2 separate regions of the Gossypium hirsutum genome follow, and region 1 is linked to region 2. The links are chromatin contacts, called in public Hi-C maps. All regions are on one chromosome and are shown on one strand. The core of a region is the stretch at or near the end of the contact, and the rest is flanking DNA. Distances in the headings are between cores, read along the strand shown.

Region 1 (3,313 bases), core at 25-2,524, 480 kb before region 2:
CCCATGCAAATTTGTGAGGTGAGAAATGCTGATAATACCGTTGGCTAGAATTATTTAAATCAATAGGTCATTTAGTGTATGTGATCAATGGGAACCGTATAGTATCATGACGGCTGCACATTTTGAAATTGTTTTGCAGTTATGAAATGCTTCCATTGGAGGAACAACTTGAAATTGCTCATCAGATTGGAACAACCCGTTCCCAAATTTTGTCTAATTTAAATGATCTTACTTTGGGAACAAGCTTCTTGTAAAGCAGCAGATATCAAGGCAGGTAGGTTATGGAAAATATTTGATTTGTATGGAACAATTCATGAGGAGCATACCTGTTGTAGGATGAGTGACAGCATTTAAAAGCTTATTCAGATCAGGTTTGGTGTCTTTAGTTCATATGATATTGAGAAAGGAAAACAAATGTCGTATAGTGGATTGTGTTTTATCTGTATGGTGTAGAATCTTGTATCTTGGAGCTAGTAAACAGGACTATAATAGCAGCGCAGTAAATTTCTGTAATCTTTTGTTAGAAGCCACTGCGGCTGTAAACTGCTGATTGCTTTTGAACTTGTGTAGCTGATTAAATGAATGTCTGCACCTGTTTTCTTTTAACATTCCAGGTGAATTTGCACTTTGCTTGTGCCCAGTTGTTCAATCATGTTTGGTAGAACGTCATCAGCTATCTGAATTTATTTTCGAACTGTGGCTCCAGCAATGGCTTATTATTGTTTGACATAATAGAGTTATGTTACAACAACAATTATGAATGTAGGTAAATGTTATTATGAAGACAGAAAAAAAAAGGGTAAAATACTGAATGGACAGCCTACCAATTTATGATGAAGTTTTGAAAAAGAAGTGTATGTATAGGGTAAAACATCGTTTTTTTCATTTAGATGTTTTAAGTCAAAACCCAATTATAATCCAACAGCCCCACCTCGGTCCCCAGTTTTATAATGAGCATGCACCCAACTTGTACCCTACCTTTGTCCAGTAGAATCAATACCGGCTGTAAGATGAACTAACCTGGCACTTCCACTTCAATCTTCTCATTATTAGTATGTACGTTCATAAATTAAATTTAAGCCACTGGTGATTAAGCACATTACACTATATCATAATCCAGTGATTTACTAGTGTTGAACCTCCATTACCGTTGGGTTAAGCAGATAATTCAATCACTTCATGACCATAAAAAAATGAATTTAGGTTTACTGTATCGTTACACGTGTGTGGGTGAATAACGTGTTGGTACAATGATGCAACACACGTGCACATGACATGGTTCATCATGTTATTCTTTAAGTGTCAACAGATGTTTCTGAAGTGTACGGGTATGGTCTATGAGTGCATTTTTCTTTTAAGGAATGTCCTGCTAAAGTGGAACAATGCTCCTTCATTTCATATCCATCGGCGACCCGATGCTTTGAATAGGGCTAGGCAATCAATATGCCCTTCTACTTTGTTGTATGTGAATTTCTTTTTTACATTTTAATGAAATATCTATAGGCGAGAAATCAATTTACATAATATAATTTTTTTTAATTTACATTTTTTTCAAATATTTTTGTACGATTAATATTTTAACAATTTAACTGTTATATTTAATATTCTATTCATATAAATAATGCATGTTAAATTTGACATAAATTAAAATTTCTAACTATTTATTTTATAACAATTTTTTACTGTTTAATAAATTTTAATATATATATTGTAGATCAAAATGATAGATAAATTAGATTGGTTTAAAAATTTACATGTATGACAAGTACAAAACATACTAAAAAATACAATGATTCAAATGAATTCTTCTCATAGGATTTAATTTAAAAGATTAATATTATGTTTATTTATGTAAAAGGGTTTCAAGGACTTTTAGATACGTTTATTAACATCATTTTAATATAATTTTACATCCAATATCTCAAAATTAAACCATTCTCTCTCCTTATTTCTTAATTCAAAGCATTCAAAAAACAATCTTGAGTACAACACAAGTTCAATTGAAATTTGATCTTGAATTTAATCCTGGATAATTCGTACTCTACCTTTTATAAAAAATATATCTCTTAAAGTTGAATTCCATAACATTTAGAAAGAAAAAAAAGGTCCATTTACGTCATAATGCATAAACCATTATCATAAAAGAAGAGGTTTCTGGGTCTCACATATGTTTATTGGTTTGATTTCTCCATCGATAGCATTAGTCAAAAGCAATATTGTAGGACAAGTAATAATGCAAACCTATAATATGGTCCAATCAATATACAAGACTCGGCTCAATTAATTAATAGAAGTCTTGGAATGGGTCCTATTAATAGAATAGATAGCCATGGTCTGACCCGGACTGACTCCTCGGTTGGGTGGGAGTCAAATATCCAACACTCCATTCTCATGATCATTAGATAGGATTCCATATTTTTTATGTTATTACATAATGTACTTTGTATAAATTAAAGTTTGATGAATTTTAGTTTTTTTATTTTTTGAATTAATTTATTTTAATTTTTTGTAATTTTTTGTAATTTTTAAATTTTTAAACTTAATTTTAATTAAATGGTTGCAGTTAAAATTTATTTGGTTAAATTATGCTATTAGTCATATATTATGTATAAAGTTATAGATTTAGTCCGTGTTCTCTAATTAGATCATTTTTAGTCACTATATTTTTCGAATTTCGAAATTTTATTCTTGATGCAAACGATAGTTATTCAATCTATTAACTGGTATTTTTTTGTGAGTAATATATGGAAATAATAAGCATGACATTACACATGTGATAATATATTTGCCACATCAAAATTTAAAAATACTAGAACTTAATAAATTTAATAGCTACTATTTACTTAGAATTAAAATTTTAAAATTCTAAAAGTATAAAGATTGAAAATGACTAAATAAAAATATAAAGACTAAATTCACAACTTATATGTACTACATGGATTAATAATAAAATTTAAACGCTAAAAAGTGGGTATATAGGTTTAGACCCACCACCAACTAGATTTGAAGTCCTTATGGTCGGATTTCCTATCTTTATAGCTTTAATTTGGGTTTTGAAGTGGGAAGAAAGGCATATTGTCAAATGTGAATGTCCCTAGAAAATATATGTGGTGGTAACCAAATTGTTTTAAAGCTAATTTTCTCTCAAAAAGCGAAAAAAGAAAAGAACAAGAAAAGGAAAATAGTCGCTAAGGTAAGCGCCATGACAAGTGGGGATTATAATTCACAACATTTGTTGCCGGTGAAAGACAACCAAACTTATTGGATGTAATTGATTATGAGTTGACTATTATTATATAATACAAACAATCTA
Region 2 (3,422 bases), core at 16-2,515:
AATGTTATTAATTTATATTTTTTATTAAATTATATTTAATAATAATTATGTTAAAATATGGTTAAATTATTTATTATTTTTATTAAATTATTTTCAATAATAATCTTATTAAAATTAATAATAATAACAATAATCATCTGCCTAAAAAAAATTCTGCTAAGGGTATTATGGTCATTTTAGTTTTTTTCTTTATGCTATTACAACATCATACCATTCAACCAAACACAAGAATACTATTACAGCTCTATTTCATTCCATTCAACTAAACAGTTGAATTACTGATTACAACTCTATTTTATTACAGTTCTATTCAATTACAGTTTTATTCTATTATAGTGAATCAAACGTATCCTGAATATCAATCAAAATATGAAGAGGATAAATATGGACTTTCGTCATTGTAGAAAAAAACAGACCAGAAAAGGAAGTAAAGTTTCTTTTACCAAACACAAGTGAAATGATCAGATATTGTCACTGTTATAAGAGTTTAGAGTGGTGGTCTAACTGAAAATTATAGTTGAACCCATTAATTCATTAATTTTCGGTTTAATGTGTTGTACCATCAATTTAATATTAATCAGATAAAAATAAATAAATTTATAAAAATAACAAAAATAGAAAAAAAATCATAATTAACTGAATTGATTAAATTGTTATTATCAATTTTATCGATTTACAATAATTCATATCAGTCCAACTCATTGAGTCATCAATTTTAATAACATCTAACTTTAGATCATTTTATTTGATTAAATGAATCAAAAAGAAAAAAGAAAACCACAAAATATTTTTTCCCCTTTTTATTACAAATATTGAAACCATTAAATATGCCCCACTCGCTTTTAAAGTCATTGTTTTTCAAATCCAAAAAAGACAAATAAGCAATCCGGTTACTCCATCGATCACGCGCTGCTCTGCATCTATTTGAAATGGAACTCTTCCCCAAGCTCTCTTTTATTTTTATTTATTTATAGGTATATCATATTAGTTACTCAATTATAGTTTTGTTTGTTTTGTGGTCATTTAATCATAAAAAATTATTTAACTATTTAATTTTATTTTTTTATCACTCAAATTATCTTTTATTTTTTAAAGTTTCATTTTTTTAACAATTGACTGGTGATTAAAGGAAAAAATAAATAATTAAAAGTTATTTTATAGCTTTTTATAATTGGGCAAAAAAAAAAATTGTAGTTTCCCTTTGTTTATTTAATTTTGAAAAATGGAACAATTTATAATGGAGTTGCTATTTCTATAATGGGCTCAATCAACATCCCACGAGCTTCAAATCTGCAAAAATTTTCAACTCCTCCCATTTCATTCACTATCTCTTTTATCTCTGCAAACTTCCACTCTTCAATTATTTCTCTTTGCATTCCATTTGTTTCAGTGGATCCATTCCTTTCTTCTTTGCCTCATGGCTCTTGAAACATGGCTCATAAAACTCAAAAAAACCATATCCAACACCCTTGATACTGCAAGATCTTCAAATCATAAAGCCAACGTTGGGGTTTTATCCTTTGAAATCGCTGGACATATGTCAAAGCTTCTACAGCTCTGGAATTGTCTTTCAGATACGACTATAATTCGTCTTCGTGATGAATCTTTATCTCTCGAAGGAGTCCACAAGATTGTTTCTAACGATGAGTCTTTCCTGTTAGGGTTGGCGTGTGCTGAAATGGCTGAAAATATAAGGGTAGTAGCAAAATCCATTTCCAGGATAAGCAAAAGGTGCCAAGACTCGGATCTTCAAGGTTTCGGTGGGTGGTTCGATGAGTTCGCTAACTCGGGTCATGATAGACATGGCTGGGTTCTGAGTTCTAAAGATATGGAAGCTAAAAGAAAGAAGATGGACAAGTACGTCACCATTACGGTAACTTTGTATAAAGAAATGGAGGAGTTATCTACAATTGAGAACTGCTTGAGAAAGTGTAAAGAATATAAACCATCTTCAATCAAAGAACAAAAGATTGTTGATCTGCAAACAAAGCTTTTTTGGCAAAGACAAGAAGTTAAGTATTTGAAAGAGAGATGTTTATGGAACAAAAGCTTTGACATGGTTGTTTCCATACTTGTGAGATCGATTTTCACTATTTTAGCAAGGTTGAAGCTTGTTTTTTTCGGGTTTGAGTTTGGGTATCCTTCTTGTTTACCACGAAGTCTCTCAGCTTCTGCAACTGTCCATCCAACTCAAAACCCCGACACTTTTCACTTTGTATCAGGTCCATTGAAGACTTCTTCGAAGCCGGTAAGTTTTTTCGAGTCGAACTCGAAGCTTTTAAAGCCTCCATCAAGTACGTTAGGGGCGGCGGCTTTAGCTCTACACTATGCGAATTTGATTATCATTATGGAGAAGATGATCAAGTCACCACAATTAGTAGGCATTGATGCAAGAGACGATCTTTATTCCATGCTTCCTAGCAGTATTAGTTCGTGTTTAAGGGGTAGATTAAAAGGAAGAGGGTTGTCATCAGCGAGTGATCCAGTCCTTGCTGGAGAATGGAGAACAGCTGTGAGAAGCATATTGGGTTGGTTATCGCCATTGGCACACAACACGATCAAATGGCAAAGTGAAAGGAGCTTTGAGCACCAGAATTTGTTGCCCAAAACAAATGTTATTCTTCTTTTCCAAACTCTTTTCTTTGCGAATAAAGAAAAGACCGAAGCAGCTATCACCGAGCTGCTTGTGGGGTTGAATTATATTTGGAGATTCGAAAGGGAAATGACTGCAAAAGCCTTTTTCCACTGCACGAACTTTAATGACATTTAATTTTGTTTTCTGCAACTTCTATACTACCATCATGTTTTTTTGTTTAGATTGAACTGAGTTTCAGATCTTTCAAGGTTTTGTCTTCAATTCTAATCCCTTATTTGTATATGGTATAGCATAGATGTATGTAAACGATATGAACCGAGTAGAATCTCAAATATTGGATGGACTTGAAATTTCATGCATATTCATGGCAATAAGGTGAAGCATTTGTATTGGGAATCCAAATTGATTTTCGCTTTCTTTACTCTAAAAATTGATATATTAGTCCTCAATATTAGATCAAAAAATAAAATGTTCATTTCTTTTAAAAATTTCATTCCTTTGTAGTTTTAAAAGATAGTGTAATTAACAGAATAATTAGATAGTGATATATGGCATGTCACGTGTATTATATTTTGATGTACAAAGACCAGTTTTCTAATATAAAAATAAATAAAATTTTTAATAGGAGGATCAATTTACTCTTTATCTAACATATAATGACTAAATTTTTTTTTTAGCATAGAAACCAAAATATAATCCCAACTTCTAATATAGCTTAGTACATTATACTTTTACCATTATTATATATAATCATGTGAAAATATCCTTTTTATTGTGTTACTTTGATTTTTTGGGTTATTAGAATCACACCAGTGGATCCAGATTC

What was found. A called contact is a pair of places that touch in the nucleus more often than the background predicts.
Region 1: a contact with region 2 is called in a Hi-C map of leaf, with 3 times the contacts expected there. The contact joins the enhancer-like site here to the promoter of LOC107940643 in region 2. A contact is called at or near these places in 7 of 34 Hi-C or Micro-C datasets (callus, fibers, hypocotyl and 2 more).

What each region holds. Positions count from the first base shown.
Region 1 is chrA09:38,797,917-38,801,229 of Gossypium_hirsutum_v2.1, reverse strand. It overlaps LOC107888746 (cleavage and polyadenylation specificity factor subunit 1), which reads left to right. Exons shown (of 26, transcript XM_016812936.2): 26 at 140-606. The coding sequence ends at 254. Among protein-coding and RNA genes, the nearest start is that of LOC107888746, 20 kb to the left of the region's middle. Within about 2 kb of position 1,274, at least 3 of the 9 cell types and tissues checked have an H3K27ac peak or open chromatin away from gene starts, as enhancers often do. A contact at or near this core is called in hypocotyl and leaf, where this site is marked.
Region 2 is chrA09:38,315,534-38,318,955 of Gossypium_hirsutum_v2.1, reverse strand. It overlaps LOC107940643 (protein PSK SIMULATOR 3), which reads left to right and starts at 1,265. Exons shown (of 1, transcript XM_016874077.2): 1 at 1,265-2,816. The coding sequence starts at 1,418. The coding sequence ends at 2,770.